Linked DNA regions of Mus musculus: regions 2, 3, 4 and 5 are each linked to region 1. The links are chromatin contacts, called in public ChIA-PET, HiChIP or PLAC-seq and capture Hi-C maps. All regions are on one chromosome and are shown on one strand. The core of a region is the stretch at or near the end of the contact, and the rest is flanking DNA. Distances in the headings are between cores, read along the strand shown. Region 1 has its middle 86 kb from the start of Gm29684. Region 2 holds the start of Mrpl42 (mitochondrial ribosomal protein L42). Region 3 overlaps Mrpl42 (mitochondrial ribosomal protein L42). Region 4 has its middle 41 kb from the start of Mrpl42. Region 5 overlaps 2310039L15Rik (RIKEN cDNA 2310039L15 gene).

What was found. ChIA-PET counts read pairs in DNA pulled down with a chosen protein or histone mark. HiChIP or PLAC-seq counts read pairs in DNA pulled down with a chosen protein or histone mark. Capture Hi-C pulls out chosen DNA fragments and counts their contacts.
Region 2: a contact with region 1 is called in a Ronin ChIA-PET map of embryonic stem cells, with 6 read pairs. The contact joins the promoter of Mrpl42 here to the enhancer-like site in region 1. A contact is called at or near these places in 5 of 39 promoter capture datasets (cranial neural crest, embryonic stem cells, frontonasal cranial neural crest and 1 more), 5 of 115 datasets of contacts at active chromatin or transcription factors (the 230-238 cell line, astrocytes, embryonic basal ganglia and 1 more) and 4 of 9 other capture datasets (adipose tissue, embryonic stem cells, liver and 1 more).
Region 3: a capture Hi-C map of embryonic stem cells shows a contact between it and region 1, with 7 times the contacts expected there. The contact joins two enhancer-like sites. A contact is called at or near these places in 1 of 484 Hi-C or Micro-C datasets (bone marrow-derived macrophages), 2 of 115 datasets of contacts at active chromatin or transcription factors (embryonic basal ganglia and embryonic stem cells) and 1 of 9 other capture datasets (embryonic stem cells).
Region 4: a contact with region 1 is called in a capture Hi-C map of embryonic stem cells, with 4 times the contacts expected there. The contact joins two enhancer-like sites. A contact is called at or near these places in 1 of 484 Hi-C or Micro-C datasets (bone marrow-derived macrophages), 6 of 115 datasets of contacts at active chromatin or transcription factors (embryonic basal ganglia and embryonic stem cells) and 1 of 9 other capture datasets (embryonic stem cells).
Region 5: an H3K27ac HiChIP or PLAC-seq map of embryonic stem cells shows a contact between it and region 1, with 2.1 times the contacts expected there. The contact joins two enhancer-like sites. A contact is called at or near these places in 1 of 484 Hi-C or Micro-C datasets (bone marrow-derived macrophages) and 1 of 115 datasets of contacts at active chromatin or transcription factors (embryonic stem cells).

What each region holds. Positions count from the first base shown.
Region 1 is chr10:95,057,862-95,061,265 of GRCm38.p6, reverse strand. No RefSeq gene overlaps it. Among named protein-coding and RNA genes, the nearest start is that of Gm29684, 86 kb to the left of the region's middle. Within about 2 kb of position 1,610, at least 4 of the 459 cell types and tissues checked have an H3K27ac peak or open chromatin away from gene starts, as enhancers often do. A contact at or near this core is called in embryonic stem cells, where this site is marked.
Region 2 is chr10:95,500,092-95,503,495 of GRCm38.p6, reverse strand. It overlaps Mrpl42 (mitochondrial ribosomal protein L42), which reads left to right and starts at 1,547. Exons shown (of 6, transcript NM_001359476.1): 1 at 1,547-1,590; 2 at 2,974-3,113. The coding sequence starts at 3,047.
Region 3 is chr10:95,483,330-95,486,733 of GRCm38.p6, reverse strand. The region is part of intron 5 of Mrpl42 (mitochondrial ribosomal protein L42); the gene reads left to right. Among named protein-coding and RNA genes, the nearest start is that of Mrpl42, 17 kb to the left of the region's middle. Within about 2 kb of position 1,698, at least 2 of the 459 cell types and tissues checked have an H3K27ac peak or open chromatin away from gene starts, as enhancers often do. A contact at or near this core is called in embryonic stem cells, where this site is marked.
Region 4 is chr10:95,459,665-95,463,068 of GRCm38.p6, reverse strand. No RefSeq gene overlaps it. Among named protein-coding and RNA genes, the nearest start is that of Mrpl42, 41 kb to the left of the region's middle. Within about 2 kb of position 1,683, at least 7 of the 459 cell types and tissues checked have an H3K27ac peak or open chromatin away from gene starts, as enhancers often do. A contact at or near this core is called in embryonic stem cells, where this site is marked.
Region 5 is chr10:95,352,357-95,355,760 of GRCm38.p6, reverse strand. All of the region lies in intron 1 of 2310039L15Rik (RIKEN cDNA 2310039L15 gene), which reads right to left. Among named protein-coding and RNA genes, the nearest start is that of 2310039L15Rik, 18 kb to the right of the region's middle. Within about 2 kb of position 1,525, at least 17 of the 459 cell types and tissues checked have an H3K27ac peak or open chromatin away from gene starts, as enhancers often do. A contact at or near this core is called in embryonic stem cells, where this site is marked.

The DNA of each region.
Region 1 (3,404 bases), core at 361-2,860:
AGTAAACTACTGGTCTTTTGCAGTTTTTAATCATAAATAGTGGAGCTACCTATAATTAAATTTATCTTAGGCAGTCTTTTATTTCTTACAATATAGACTCACTCTTTTTCTTTCTAGACTGTAGCATAAATTTTACCATAGCCCCACCTGAATTATCTCCACACACACTCAGATACACTCATGTACCCTTTTGGTAGTTCATCTCACCCCCTCCCGTGATTTAAACTAATGGTTTCCAGAGTTCCCAGAAGCTGCAAGCTCAAATTCACACATTCCCTCATGCATACAACTAGTTCCATAGGCTTAGCCTTGCCAACATTTCTCTAAATCAACGATAAGCATCCTTTTCCTGGTTATTTGTAGCATGGTCACACAGTGTAGGCTGTTAGGATTTATCTTTCTTCTCTGCCTCGCCCTTCACAGCCATTCTGTTCAAACACCAAATCTTGTTTTATATTAACAGTAAAAGTTTACGGTCCTCTTGTCTACTCTCTGCCGTTGTTGCCTTGGCTTTAACACTCAGCATCTGTAGCAGATTATTTCAAAGATACAAGGCTTTCCTTCCATTTCCCTTCTCCCTATCCTATTCTGTTGCAAACTTACCCCCACCCCCAAACGTCAATGTTCTAGCTAAGATGCAAATTTCACTGTATAAAAGTATTCTTTTTAGGATTCTCACCTTTTCCAAAATAAAGTCCGCATAGTCTGCACACCCTTCCCCTCCCCTCCAGAAGGGAAAGCAGGGATAGCAGGAACAGCATTTTTGACTCACGTAATGAACTCGTTTATCAATGTGCCTTTATCCTCACAAAGTTCTGAGCACAGAAAAGCTTTAACTAACAATTACTCTTTTGTGAGCTAGGACTTGTGTTAGGGTTTATCTTTCTTTTATTTTTATCATTGTAAAAGACATGGAATGCCTTTAGCTGTTCATATAACTATCTTACTGATGGTGGTTAACATTAAAACCACAATGCTTTGTGTTGTAATGAGTAATAATGGGTATATTGTAAGTATCTAGGTAATATCCATATGTAATAACTTATGTAATAAGTCATAATAAGTATGTAGTAAGTTATAAACACAGTCTTACATCATAAGTGATGGTACTAGGTAGTGGGTCCCAACAAAAACACACCATGCAACAGGTCTCACGTGGGAGGTTTATTGAGGCATAGAGGCAGCCTCTAGGGGAAAGAGGAAAGAAAAGAGTGGGGACAGGGAGACCGTGATTTTTATTGGAGCCATGGCACATGCACAAAGAGACATGCAACAAGACGTGTCTCTGAGTCCCTCAAAAGCTGGCTGTAAAGATGCCTGATTGTCGCGGGGTCGCATTTAGCTGTCCATGGATGTGCCTGATTGCTAACAATAAGTTTCAAAGTGGAAAGGCTCCCAGTCCCTGATTTTCCATTTCACTATACTTAGCAGATTGGCTTTTATGTGTATGTTTATTTTATCATGAAAGCAAGGTGACAAAGGAAAAAGAAAAGGAGCCCACAGCAGTGAGCTCTCTTCTGGAGCCCAGTGCCTCCACAAGGATGTGAAAGTTCTCTCTGAATCCCCACACCCGGTTTTCATTTGCATCTCCTTAGCCAGAAGCAGTCACCTGACTGTTCCTATTAGCAAGCCCAAGAGGTTTCCAGCCTCAGTAGTGGATGGATACAAGAAGTGGATGGGGGTGGGGAGAGAACGACCAAGAGATGGGTCCATAATAGATAGGCAAGACATCTTTACTGTCTTCAGTTCATAGATGAGACCAAGGTTACCCCAAGTCCTGCTATTGGTTATTGGTGGATCTTGGATTGAGCACCAGGTCCTACTTCCGAATTTTACACATCTCAACAATATCGCAGTTTCTCATGTACTCTGACAGGATTTCAGACAGGCGTGGTCAAGGGTCATTTTCTAACACCAGTTGTTTTCCTTGAAATCACACCGGAAATGTTCTCAGGCATTGCGCAGAGTTACTTACGACGTTCTGAACATGACTTGTCTTGTAAACCAGTTTCCTTTTTTTTTTTTTTTTTAAATGGAAACTTAGGGACCACGCTAGTCTGTCTTTGAAGTACATTGCACAGAAAGCAGCCACATACAGTCTCTGACCTTCCCGAATCCCCAGTTGGGAATCCCTGCCAAGTTTCATCATTGAGCTTTGAAAGTGGGTTTTAGACACAGTCTTCTTGACCTTCGGCCACTCCACTTTGCCTAATGAATATCTTGTAACTGGGGAAAGACAGTTAAACCTCCTCTAATATATCAAAGACAAGAAATGAAATAACTACCCCAGGAGAAGGTTCATTTCCACAGCGATTTCTAAGGGAATAAAATATGCATACGAGATGCTGTGCCTTATGGTTCTTTCATCCTTCCTTTAATAAATGAGAGTCAGTGGGGGCAAGAGTCCAATTCTTCACTGGTGCAAAAAGAATTTAAACCTTTTATTAGTGACTGTGATGTTTGGGTCCGCTAAAAAGGAAAGGCGATTTCAAATGATCAGTCGGGGGAGTGTCTGTAAGCTGTAGACAGCGTTAATGGCGCTAATTCTACCCCACTGGAATTCACTCTTCCCCTGACAATAAGTTTCACTTCCACCTGCTGCAGATCATTTTCTATAGAAATAAAGCCATGGGCAACTTACCAGTAAAGGGTATAAAACAAGATCTGAAAAACATGTAGATGAGAGAAGAAATATGTATTTGAAATAATATATATCTCAAATATACATTTGAAATAATACATCTCAAATATACATTTGAAATAATTATATCTCAAATATATATTTGAAATAATACATTTTTTTTCCTTTGGAAGCAACATAACCTTAACTAAATTGGGTAAAAAAGGTGTGCATTTGTCCTCAGAGGCTGGATAGCCAAGAAGACTCTTGTCACTCTGAGAAACACTAGACAAAAAAAAAAGTCCATATTGGTCCCAGCATCACTGATGGTTTCAATGATGCCCTCATCTTTCTTTCCAGCCCAGGCAGCGAGTGTTCCTGTGTTGGAAGTATGTTAATCTTGGCGAAATAAATAACGTAATAAAACCTTCAGCTTGGAACAGGACCCAGGCATCTCCTTGTACAATTATCCAAGTGCTTCCGAGAGACTTGGCTTTCTACAGGGGCATGAATTCAAAGGTGAGAAAAAGGGTAAAGCACACAATTGTAATAAGTAAAAAGAGTATATAACATAATTTAGATGTAATAGTACATAGATGACCCCTGTCTTACAGTTTTTCAACCTGAGATGTTTGACTCTGTAATGGTGCAGAGTGGCACACATTCAGTAGGAACCATATTCAAACTTTGAATCTTGATTTCCCTCTCCCTCCAGGGTTGGTGATATGCATGATAGAACACTATCTTGGGATGCTTCGTCACAGATTCATCATCTATACAATCG
Region 2 (3,404 bases), core at 298-2,797, 440 kb before region 1:
CTAAGCTCTTAAGAAAAGACAGAAGTGCAAATATAATGTCAATTTGTCATACGAACTTTGAAGGCAAAGTAAACTATAACTCGCGGTCTGTATGAAACTCAGAAGCATGGAAAAATTTATATTTCAACTAGACCCAACTTTTGAATGTACTGTCAGAGTGTAGAAAGTTACTGACCTCCATGCAAATTAGGTTGGAAGGGTTGCCTTGGTGGGCTCATGATGAGGCGTCCCCAACCCCACCCTCCAGGTACCAGCCATAGCACAGGTGTAGCATAGAATAATTTGGAGGCATGAGAAGGGGAGTTGAGAAGGGGGTACAGACAGAGACAGAGAAGAGGAGGGGGAGAGAACAGGGGGCAGGGGGCCAAAGAGCCACTTTTATAGCAAGACAGGTCTACCTATTGGGCGGAGTCTAGAAGGAATACTAACAATTATTTGTTGGACTGTCTCTTTTCAGATATTCCCATGCTAGGTGGCCTCTTAGGTGATATATGTTAGATTTCCTTGGCCCTGTTTGGAGCCCTCTTCCATTTTAGCTACATCTCAATAAGACATTCCTCCGCTCGATGCTAGCATACCCAGGGGAGGGTCAGACGTTCCAGGATGAGTGAGCCCCTTGGCACTGAATTCAGTTCCAAATCAAACACCCCGGTGGGTGGGTCTGAAGTTTGAGGAACAGGAACACAGGGATTACCAACCATGAGCCATTTAAAGACTTGCAGGAGGAGTCTCCGGAGTAGCGAGGTCAATGTGTTGACCAACTCATTATTCTCATAGCTTTATTCATGTTTTTGTGGTGCCAGACATCAAACCCAGGGTCTCAGGCATGCTCTAGCACCAAGCTCCATACCCAGCCCTCAATCCTATGGCTTTATACTCCTATCTAGCCCAACCTTTACTCTCTAAACAAATCTCTCTACCTTCATTATATCGCCGCTTGCGTGTCTCAGGCGAATCCCCAAATCAACAGCTCCTGAATGGAATCCATTCCCACCCTTACCAGACAACTTCTAACCTGCTCTATCAGTCTTTCCTCTCCTGTAGGTTGTTGACTAACCTAGTCAGTCGACAAAGCCACACCCGGAACGTTCTCCTTTCAGCTCCTACATCTATCAGATCCATTGGTTGAGAAAGCTTCTCTAGGTTTCATTTCAAATATATCAGTCCTGGGCCCCTCATTTGAATTCTCTGGCATTTTGTCTTCTCTGAGAAAACTTAATTGATCCATTATGAAAAACACATTCATCCATTTGGTTTGGAGCTGAATTTGGTGCCAATAGGCTCATAAATTTTAGAGAATGTTAATATTCTCTGAATAATAGTATAACATTGGTTTTGATGTTATTTTAAATAGTTCCTGCTACTAAAATCGGGAGGGTAGCGATTTTGTTGTCTGGGCACCTTTGGGAATCCTGAGTCCAAGGGGCCACAACAAATGCAGCCTGGCCACAGCTGCCCGCCCCGCCTTCTTTCTGCAACTAGGGCTACTTTCCTGGCAGAGACTACAACTCCCAGAGTGCCTCGCGCGCGTATAGCGCGCGCTGGACGGCGCCTTTAGGACCCAGATTGAAGCAAGATGGCGAGCGCGCGGTGAGTAGCCGTGGAGGTACCGCTGCCCTCTCCTTACAGGCCCGGAAGGCTTGTCCGTAGGCATTGAGGGCTTTAATGTCTGTCGTTGGAGGCAGGACGAGGCTGCCGGTGTCCCCAGGCTCCATCTTGCAGAAGGGCCGGCGTGTGGTTGCGCCCTTCCTGTAGCACACCTCGGCGTGCATGCGGGCGTCAGCCTGCACCAAGTTGACCTTGCGACTCCTTAGACTCCTCCTGATTCAAGTCTTTGAACCGGCTCCTGGGTGGTAGTCCCTGTATTACTGTTGCTCGAACTTCAGCCCCACCGGGGTGTTTGGTTTGGAACTGAATTCCGTGCCAAGGGGCTCATCCTGGAAAGTCTCTCTTTGGAGCAATAGTTTGACCCTCCCCTGGGTATGCTAGCATGGAGCAGAGGAAGGTCCCCACAAACGTTTTGATTTTGGACTTGTAATCAGAAGACGTGGGTTTTCTTTCCGTGCATGCCACCAGTTAGACAGTGAACTACCAAAATAAAGCATTTGACTTTTCTCAGCCTTCGTTCCCAATAAACTGAAAGAGCACAGAATATTAAGAAAGTGGGTTGCAAGGCATAAATAACTAGCTGAATGAACTCAGGGTTTGCCATTCGCGGCGCTCTTAGGATGTCTGGCATCTGCGTGCAAATAAAGAGAGCCCTATCCTAATCCCTTTCCTGCCTATAGAGGGTCACTGAGACCAATAGAGAATAGGGGCACAGTAATTACCGTTTATTTACACCATCTCATGAAATTTGTGGTTGCTTCTTGAAGTTTACCACTGAAGAATTGGAAGGTCGTTTAGTTAATGACTTGCCTCAAATCTTCCAGTTTGTAAGTGAGCAACACTAAAGTCTTTGGAAGCAAGTCCTTTTAAATTTTCATGATTCGAAATAAATATGCTTGCTGCATCTTTAAATGTTATGTGACAGGAGATGAGATAGTGACATCGATGGGTTCCTCTTAAGTTTTTCATGTTGAATATTTAGTTTCATCAGAAACAGCATTACTGTAAGTGATAGGATCCTATGGGTGGGACTTGGGAGCTAGAATGTAGACTCACTAGCATTTGAGGAAGAGTTTGCAGCGTGTATTATGTGTGAGTGACTTTCTAATTACGTATTCTGCTAAGCACTCAGTAAGTGAAGCCGACTGTGCAGAGTCCTGAGAAAGTTGCACTTAAGAGAAATGATAGCGGAATAGTTGCTCTGTTTCTCATATTTTGATCTCAGTGACTTTGTCCTGTTGTTAAACTGGAACGGCCAGGTTTAAAAGCCTTGTTTTCAAATGATGAGCACTAGCTAATGGTTCCTACCTTGATGTTAGTGTTTAACTTTACCTTTGTAGCCGATTTTCTTTCTCTCTTAAACAGGAACGAAAATCTGTGTGCCTAGCAACAGCTTTCACTTCACAATATCGTTTTTTCAAATCACTTGCTAAGGATCATGGCTGCGGCAGTAAAATGGGCGATATCAAACAGAACTATCTGGAAGCATTTACTTCCAATCCAAAGTAAGTGAGATTTTTTTTTTTAAATGCTTAAAAATGTTTTGTGGTTTTTCAAATATAGAATATTTAAAGCATTTGGTTATTCTCTATGCCTCCTATTTGCAGTCATAAAAAGGGGACAAAATTTAAATGCCAGTCAAAGAAGGGATTAATAAGTTATGTTACATTGTAACTATGAATATTATAAAGCTGTTATCATTGTGGAAAGATCACTAAGTAGAGAAAGAAGAAAATCTGATTTATCAGAATGATCCTGTTGTGGGCTTAAAAGATGATGATGGTGGTGGTGATGAT
Region 3 (3,404 bases), core at 449-2,948, 430 kb before region 1:
GAGGATCTGTGTGTGCCTTGCTGAGCATGGGGAGGTCAGAGGACAGCTTGCAGGCATCCATGCTCTCCTGCCGCCATTTTGCTCGCAGAGATGGAGCTCTGTTAAGTTGGACATTAAGCACCTTAACCAATGCCAGCCCAACTCTATCTTTTTGTTTTCTTCTAAAGACAAGGTCTCACTCTGGCTTGCCTGTAATGATCGATGGAGACCAGGTTGGCCCAAACCTCCCAGAGATCCACAGGCTTCTGTCTCACAAATTGAAGGTGTATGTCACTGTGCCCAGCTAAACTCTCGACATTTTTATTTACAGTCATTGTGTAGATGACATACAGCCCATGGCACTATACAGTTCAACATTTCCTCAGTGTCTCTGTCCTTCAAATATTTTAAATTAGGGGCTGGAGAGATGGCTCAGTATTTAAGGGCACTGGCTGCTCTTACAGAGGACCCGGATTGCGTCCCTAGCGTCTCCACATGGCATCTCATGGCCGTCTTTAGCTCCAGTGCTACGGCATCTGATGACCTCTTCTGCCTCCAGAGGTACCGAACCATCGTGTGGGACACAGACATATGTAGGCAAACACTCACAGGCATAAAATAAATACATCTTCATTTTAGCCCCCTTTGAGACAGGCGGGCCTAGAACTCAGATCCGCCTGCCTCTCTTCTGCCTCCCGAATGCTGGGATTAAAGATGCACTGTCATCCATCACCTGGCAACTTTTTTTTTTGTTTGTTTGTTTTTGTTTTTTTTTTGTTTTCCAAGACAGGGTTTCTCTGTGTAGCCCTGGCTGTCCTGGAACTCACTTTGTAGACCAGGCTGGCCTTGAACTCAGAAATCCGTCTGCCTCTGCCTCCCAAGTGCTGGGATTAAAGGCATGTGCCACCATGCCCGGCTGGCAACATTTAAAAAAAAATTTTTTTTTTTTAAGTTAGACATTTTTAGTTCTCTGCAGTAAAACAGCCTTTCTTTCCCTCATCTAAAGGAGCCCCCCCACTTAACAGTCTCTGTAAGAACTGAGGGGGCGGGGTCCTTACTGGGCACTTGCCTTGTTTTGAGATATTATTACTTTGTCATCCGCACTGGCCTGGCACTCCTTTGTAGTCCAGGCATCTCTAGAGCTGGTTACAGTCCTCCTGCTTCATTCTCTGAATACGTGGGTTACAGGCTAAAGGTGATGTATTTGTGTCTCTTTTCTAAGAAAGAAATTAGAGCTCTTGGCAAACACATGCTGTGGTTATTATTATTCTGGGGCCTTGCTGCAGCCAAGTTGCCTTTAAGTATCTGTTAGAGGTTTCTGGTCCACTTCAGATCATTTAACTCCCAAATAAAACACACAGACACCTTAGATCTATAGTAAGCTTTAGAGCACTGGAGCTGGACAGACAGCTGTCAGCCCTCCGTGCTAGTCTGTCTACTTCCCTGTGGGGATCCCCGAGATACCACTTGCCATGTTCCTCCTGGGCCGCTCCTACTCCATCAGGCCGGCCCTCACCATCACCCATCCACCTACCCCATGGCGGTCTCTTCTTCTCTTCTCCTGCTTGCCTCTCTTCTTCCTTTTTTTTCCTTTTAACTGGGACTCTCAGCCAGGTAACTGACACCCGACCCCCACCTCCGTCTACTGCCCAGTCACAGGCTTTAGCCTTTTACTGACCAATGGACTGGGGGAGGGGGCAAGGTTTGCCCAACAAAAGCTGGTGGGCTTGTGCAAGCCCTTGGGGCAAGCAGGTCTTAGGCTACAGTATGGAGCATTTGAATAGCAGCACCACACCCACCCCAACAAGCACAGGCTCTATTTTTTTTTAAATGCAAAAGTGTCTTAAGTAAATTTTACTGTGTTTGAGTAGGCAAGTTGTGGGTCTGATAACCAACTTTAAAAATCTTATATTTATTTGATAATTTCATACATGTATGTGTTGATCATATCTCCCCTCAGCTCCTTCCCAACTTCTTGTCTTTCCATTTCTATTTTTGTTTGTTTGTTTGTTTTGTTTTGTTTTGTTTCAAGACAGGGTTTCTTTGTGTAGCCTTGGCTGACCTGGAACTAACTCACTTTGGAGACCAGGCTGGCCTCGAAGTCAACCTGGGAGTTCGTCTGCCTCTGCCTCCTAAGTGCTGTGATTAAAGGTGTGTGCCACCTCCGCCCAGCTCCTGTTCTGCATTTATCTCCATTTTTGTTTTTTGTTTCTTAGTACTCATATTGTTTATCCATTTGATTATGTACATAACAGGTGTTACATTTTCACCTGCCTTTGTAACTATTAAGTTAGAGTTCATGAAAGCCAATTAAGAAGCCATCCCATCATAGTTTTGTATCTTTAATTATATTCTTAGATGTGTAGACATTATTCATGGCCTCATTGCATCTCCTGTTTGTCTTTTTTGTTTTACTTAAAATGTTATTATTAATGTTTATGTGTGTGTACTGGTATGTGGAAGTGTTTGTGTATGCCACACTGACAATGTGGGTGTCAGAGGACAACTGTCAGGTTTCTATCTATCTATCTATCTATCTATCTATCTATCTATCTATCTATCTATCTATCATCATCCATCTTTCTGTCTATCTATCACCTATCCACCTATCTATCCATCCATTGGGGTGGGGATGGGGCTGTATGCAGGTATGCAGAGAGGTTTATGGGACACCTTCAGGTTTAAAGACAGTCTCACCAGCTAGGCTAGGCTGGTCAGGAAGCTCCAGGGTCTTATTTGTCCCCAGCTCCTCAGTGCTGGGAGTACAGTCCTGTGCCGTACCAGTTAGCTCGATTTACGTGGGTTCTGGGGACTGAGCTCAGGCCCTTAGGCTTGCAAGGCAAATCCTTTCCTGACTGAGCTATCTTCCCAGCCTTTTATTTTTGCACATTATCCAGCCTACTTTTCATCGTCCTTACTGGCTTTGGTTACATGCTTCTTTCCCGCGCCTTCATATTGCTTTAATCTTTTGTAAACATTGTTCATAACCAAGTACTGAAGTTGTGAAAACCCCCTGACTGTATTTCACTTGAAGGAGAAAGACTAAAGGCAAGGAGACTATTCAGAGCGTGTTATCTCCGATCTTACCTATGTTTAATCTTAATTTGCTTTAATCTAATTGCTACTAATTAGCTTTTGACTGCTAATTAATGTAATCTCCTAGTATATCTTTACCCCTCAGGATTGTGAAGCACTTTGAATTATAAGCAGACTTTAATTAGGCGGAATTGATTGTCCCAGTACCTCTCCCAATAAAGAGCTCAGCAGAAAACCCAGATGCTAGTTTGTATGCATAAAGAAGGCATCTAGCCTAGAATGATTGTCCTTCAGATCGTCCAGCACATATTTGCTTAGTGTCTGTATGTATGTACACATGTAAATATATACAAAACCTTATTTATTACTAGCATTTGTGCACGGTGTGT
Region 4 (3,404 bases), core at 434-2,933, 400 kb before region 1:
ATCTGAAAATTCTATGCAGGCTCATAGAATTTTAGGTCTGCAATGCCACTAATTAGCTACACAGGGAAATGTATGATCAAAGTAAAGATTTGAGGAATTTTTTTTTTTGGTTAAATTTTAAAATAGGTATATGAAAACAGTGGTTTTTCTTCTCTCTCTCTCTCTTTTTTTTCCTTATAAAGGCAAACATTTAATTGGGACTGGTTTACAGTTTCAGAGGTTCAGTCCATTATCATCATGGCAGGAAGCACGGGGACATGCAGGCAGACATGGAGCTAGAAAACAAGCTGAAAGTTCTACATCTTGATCTGAAGGCAGCCAGGAGGAGAGTCTCTTTGACACCAGCCAGACTTGAAAAAAAAAAAAAAATATATATATATATATATATAACCTAAAATCCCTACCACTGCAGTGCCACACTGCCTCTAACAAGGGTACACCTCCTCCAATAAAGCCACACATCTTAATAGTGCCACTTCCTGTGGGCCAAGCATATCCAAATCACCACATGTAACCTTCCCTCACACCCATCTCTTTGTGGTGAAAAAAACTCAATTCTTCTCTTTTGAGCCAGATCCTGCAGTGCAAACTTGGGAGATTACTGAGGGAGAATAAAAAATTCTAGACTTCTCTGGGTGACTCAATGAGCACAAGTATTGAGATAAAGACTGAAAGGAGAGTTAGGGTGTGTGGCTTAACGGTAGAGTGCTTGATTGGTATGTCTGAGGCACTGGGTTCAGTCCTTAACACTACACACACTCCTTTTCTGCTTATGTCTTGAATATACACAATACATTGTGCTTACCTACTGACACCCTATGGTGTAATAAAACACTAGGATTTCTTTCTTTCATTCAACTACAACTCCACAGCCATTAGTCTTTCCTATCCTCCCCTCCTCACTAATGGCCCCAGCCTTGGGAAGCAACAGTGGTTTTTCAATTTGTACCAATCCTTAAGGTCCTGCTATATAAGGAAGTTTTACCAGTGCTTAGGTTTTGGCGATCTAGTAAACTTTGGGAGAACAAATAAATTCCAACTCCTCTTTTCTAACTGTAACTCCATTGGCAGAACCAAAAGAAAAACATGTCTTAGATTTCCCAAAGCAATCCTCAAGGAATGAGAGACATTTTTATTCAGAGTGTTTGTTAGGAAGGCTTTGCAGAAGAAAACAAGGAACATTTTAAGGTAGCTCACTGTCATGTGGGCCCTGGCCCCATCCATTTCTATGTAAATGAGTGGATGCCCAGGGCAGAATTCATTGGTGTGTGCCCAATGCCAGGCACAACATCTGGCATATGTAACAGGTGCCCCACCCTTTTTGCACCCCCCCCATCCTTTATGTGCTAGTTAGGGTAACTGTTGAGATAACTGTCCAAATGAGAACCACTTAACAGGGTCCTTCAAATTTCTTAGTTATGTTACAGTGTAACTCTGTTCAGCGAGGGGAACACATCTGTGATCCACACAGTCATTCAGGGACACAGGCTCCATCCAGAAGGTGGCTTCCTCTTTCCTTGGAGCTGTGGACTCCTCTACTGGGTCCTGTGTATCTGCCTGGGATGCAAGGAAGAAAGAATATAGAGAACAAAGGGTTATGTGCTTGGGGTTCTGGCCAGCCCTCTGTAGGCATAATGGTTTTGTGCACTGTGTAAAGGTTATCCTGGTGTTATTCAAATGCTGATTTCTCTGCCCTACTTTCCTGTTTCAATCCAGATGTGGCTTTGTTATGTTTATTCTTAGACGCTCCTCTCTCAAGTTTGTCTAAACGCAGCTCCTCATTCATTCTCTGCCTTGTCAGTAAAAGCCAACGAGCCAATACAGAGCTTTAGAGAGAATAAGGTGGGACTTCCGATTCCAGGAGGAGTGGAGAAAGAGACAAGAAGAGAGGTCCAGGAAGCATTGGGAGAAGTGAGCTGGAAAAAGAAATGACTAAAAAAAATATCCCAAGTAAGATGGGAATATTGTCTGGGGGAAATTCTGAGTAGCTTGGAGGTTTAGAATGGAGTAATAATTGCTCAATATTTGGCTGAAGGCAATTTTAATAAATCTTATTCTCTCTGTGCGGTGATTTGGGGGAATTAGCTGGCTAAGGAATAATTGCCACTGCACTAATTTTATGAATCTATATTAATATGGTGATCATTTAGCAGTCCTCCAGTAGGCTCCTATCCCTTCCTCTCACAACCCCTAGCTCAGAGCAAAGTTTTATGGCAAACTACCTCTCCAACTCCAAGAGAGCTGCAAGCTGCCATGTAACACCTGCAGAGAAGGGGCAAGTTGTAAACACAGGGATGCAGTGGTTGTAGTCTGTGAGTGAACCCTAACTTTTTTTTCTGAAAGGGAAATGGAATGCTTTGTCACCACATTATAGGACTTACGAGAAGTAGTTGGGCATAGAGGCTTATGCCTGTGACCTCTGCACTTCGGGGACTGAAGCTCCAGGCCATGAATTGTGAGTAACTTGGAAGTTCAGCTCCAGTTTCCTTCCCTCTTTCTGGCGGCCTTGTAGCATCCGACAGTTCTGCCCACCAGCGACCCTATGCTATCCACATCCACAGCTGCGATCTTGGTGCCCTGCCCTTGGTGAGGTTTCTGCTGAGATCTGTGCTTGTGTCAGATCTGCTTCTCATACAGCAGCAAACACCGAGAGAGATGGTTCCGAGTCTCTTGTCCTCATGCAGAACCTATCTTAGTTTCTGAGACCTTCTATAGTTTAGAACAGAAAGGTCCTCCACAGGCTCATGCATTGAATTCTTCAGCTTGTGTTGTAGAACAGCTGTTCTCAACCTTCCTAATGCTGCGACCCTTCAATACAGTTCCTCATGTTGTCATTGATTCTCCACCTCCCACCATAAAATTACTTTCCTTGCTACTCTGTAATCGTAATCTTGCTACTATTACAAACAAACTGTAATGTAAATATATGTGTTTTCTTATGGTTTTAGGCAACCCCTGTGAAAGGGTTGTTCAAACCTCAAAGAAGTTGAGACCCACAGGGTGAAAAACACTGCTCTAGAAGGTGATATAAATTTCAGGAGATGGGAACTGTTGGGAGGTCACTGGGAGCACATTCTTTTCTTTAAAAGTCATCTCTTTTATTTTTTAGAGGTTATAATAATATTATTTCCCCCACTCCCTTTTCTCTTTCCAAACTATCATGTATACCCTTCCTTACTCTCTTTCAAACTCATGGCCTTTTTTTTTTTTTTTTTTTTTATGATTGGGGTGTGTGTGTGTTTTGTGTGTGTTCCTAAATATACAAATATAACTGATTTACTCTGTATGTTACTTGTATATGTATCTTTGCAGGGATGGCCATTTGGTAATAGATCATTTAATTTTTTTTTCTTTTTAATGATGTGCGTTTCTGTCTGAATGTATGTCATATGAGTGAGTCTGTG
Region 5 (3,404 bases), core at 276-2,775, 290 kb before region 1:
CACCTTTCATCTCTGTGCCATTTGTCTTATTCTCTCCAGGGATGCTTTGTCAGGTCTTTGTATCAGACGTGGCCCAATGTCACACACAAAATGCAGGTCCACACAGAGGGGTTCCCACTCTGGCTTTCCTTGGCTCTCTCTCTCTCTCTCTCTCTCTCTCTCTCTCTCTCTCTCTCTCTCTCTTTCTCTCTCTCTGCTGAGTTTTCATAACTAAGATAACCTGCAACTCTAAGTAGTCAAGGTTGCCCTCAAATTCCTGATTAACCTACCTCTACTCCCCAAATTCCAGGATTACAGGTGTGTACCACCACCCCAGCTTTTTGTTGCTGTTTTGAGGCAGGATCTCATATAGCTCAAGCTAGTCTCAAACTCCCTATGTAGCCCAGGTTGTCCTTGAGATGCTAGTCCTACTTTCTCTTCCCAAACCCTGGGATTACAGGAGCTGAGTGACCATGCCGGGCCCAGATTTTCTTAATCCCAACTACAAGGTCAGCAAAAGCCAAAGGAAGAAGAAATGTTAGGTGTACTTGGATGTTCCTTCGCTCCTCCTCCCCTCCCCTCCCCTCCCCTCCCCTCCCCTCCCCTCCCCTATCCTTCCCCTCCCTCCCCTCCCCTTTCCTTCCCTCCCCTCCCCTCTCCTTCCCCTCCCTCCCTTCCCTTCCCTTTCCTCCCCTCCCCCCTTTCATCCCTTCTTCTCCCTTCCCTCCCTCCCCTCCCTCCTATTTCCCACCCTTCCCTCCCTTTCATCCCTCCCCTTTCTCTTCCCCTCCCTTCCCTTCCCTCCCTCCCCTTCCCTTCCCTCCTGTCTTCCTCTCCCTTCCTTACCTTTCTCTCCCCTCCCTTCCCTCATTCCCCTCCCCATCCCCTCCTTTCTCCTCCCTCTCAGCCCTCCCCTCCTCTCCCCTCCCCCTCCTCTGGAGTTCTTTCTAAGAACTGCTGGTTTCACAGTGTTCTTCTCTCTTATTCCAGAAAGCAATCAATCAAATCAAACCACACACACCAGGGGTCAGGACTTTAATCTCCCTCACAGAGGTTACTGAATATAATGGTGTGGAAAGAGAAGCCAGTTTTGGAATCTGGAAGGTACCATTCCAGCCGTGACTCCTCTTGCTGCCTGGGGACTTGGACAAATGAGAATAAAAGTATTAAGAGAAGCCTCATGGGAGTAATGTAAGAATTAAATGAGATTATGAAAATGCTATGAAACCTTTTTTAAAAAATTCACTTCCTAGTCTCTTTTAGGGGTTCTAAAGACTAGAAATGTCCACGAGATAGCAAAGCCACCGGATCCCACTAACCAAGTCTCATGAATTTCTTCTCCTAACAACAGTTCCTTCTGGAGTTCAGGCTTTAGTTCTTACTCATGTGTGCACACAAGGAAGCTAAGGTTTCCTGGCCTTAGGTAGACACTACACCCACAGAGACTCACCTACGGGATTTTAACCAGAACTGAAACAAGGACAGCAATGGAAATGCTAATGTAGACAGGGAAAGCCTCATCGCTACACAAAGAGCTACAGACAAGGGAGGAGAGCAGAGAGAGCCGAGAGGCAGAGAGAGAGCCTTCTCCAGGGAGGAGCGCGCTGACTGCTTGTCCAGGACCAGCCCTGAAACCATCAGACAAATGCATGCATTTGGGAAGGAGGACTATTGGTATATGATGTAATTATCTTGTGATCTCGAAAGCTAAGAGAAGTACTTTTAAAATGATTTTCTAGTCATTTAAAAAAAAGAGATCTTATTTTTATATTAAGTGTGTCTCCACGTGCACGTGAGTGCAGGTGCCTTCTGAGGCCAGAGATAGAGTATCTCCCTAGAGCTGGAGACCCAGATGGTTGGGAGCCATCTGGTGCGGGTGCTGGGAATTGAACTCGGGTCTTCTGCAAGATCAGTCCATACTCTTAACCACTGAGCCACCTCACCAGCCCCTCCTAGTCGTTTTTTGCATCGATGAAGAGCTATGTGACTGAAGTAAGGCAAATGGATCGTGGAAGTAGGTAGTATATATCTCTTAATGGGTCTGGATAAATTAATACCCCCAAACCTACTACGGAACATCATAGTTTGGTAACACAAAATTCTGGAGTACTGGTTGCTGACTTCTGTGATAGCATGCTTTCCTGTCACCAAGAGACCCCAGGATGCTTTTATACCCCACATTGCTGGCCAAGGAAAAGAACAAATTTTGAAAAAAAGAACAAATTTTGAAAAAGGTAGCACACTTCCCATTGAATGTGTCCCTTTTATCCCACCATGAAGTTGAGCCATGGTGGAGCGATTTGCAATACCCTTTGGTTGTTTGCATGGTGGTGCAGGAAAGTACCATGTATGACAAACAAAACAGAAGCCTGTCCCCCCCCCCCCCCAAGTGTGCTTGTTTTGTGTATGTATCCCTTTCTGCCTGCCGGAAGTGGTACCTTCCCCTCAGCGGTGAAGTATTCCTGGCTGATTTCAGGACTCAGCTCTGTACACCTTCAGAGAACGGCGGCTCATACTTAGGGTTAAATCTTTGTGCCATACTCTTAACACAATCTAAATATGCTTCCTTTGAAAAGCAACAGTTTTTCACCTGCAAAGATCATAGATGTTCAAAATGACTCCTAAGGTTTGGATATGGTTGCAGTGTGTTCCCCAAGAGGATGTAGGCTGGGAGCGGTAACCAGAGAAGATCCTCCTAAGCAGAAGCCCCTTCCTCTGGCTTTCTGTCTTGCCGTGTGATTTTTTTTTCTTCACCTTGTGCCATCACTGTGATGACGTTTGCCTGAGGGCCTCTTGAGGGCTGAGGTAATTCTAGTGTTATACCCTTCTTTTTTTTTTTTTTTTTCCTTCCTTAAGTAATTTGGCCTCGCACAACCTGGTGACCGCTGTCACCGCTAAGGAAATTGTGGCAGGTTGGGGGTTACCTCAAAGTTCGGCCGCGAGCTTGTCCTGGCGAGTGAGAACTTACTCCCGCACCGCCCTCTATGAGCTGCTGGGGTGTCCCCTCCACTCTCATACCCGACGCTTATCAATTCTGGGCAGAACCATCCTCCGTCCGTAGCAAGTATGACCGAGGTCTGCGCGGACCCGGTGTCAGGCTCTCTAAGATGCCTGTGGTCTATCCTAATCTGCCCCTGCCCTCCTCCTTATATGCCTCAGGCTCAGGGTGGCTCTCCTTGAGACCATGGCATTCTGTTCGACTTTGATGCCTTCTACCAGGCGCACCACGGACACCAGCTACCTAGAGATGTGCGTCTGTCAGCCTTGGGGGAAGGCCTTCACGAAAAGCAGGAGAACCAGACCAGCAAAAAGTCATCCTTTCCTTTTCTTCCTCTTTGTCTGCTTTCGTATTTAGTCGGAGAAAAGGAGGGAAACGGATCTGGCCCAAGAAACCCAACTTTTCTTGGCCTTTGAACTATTGGTCT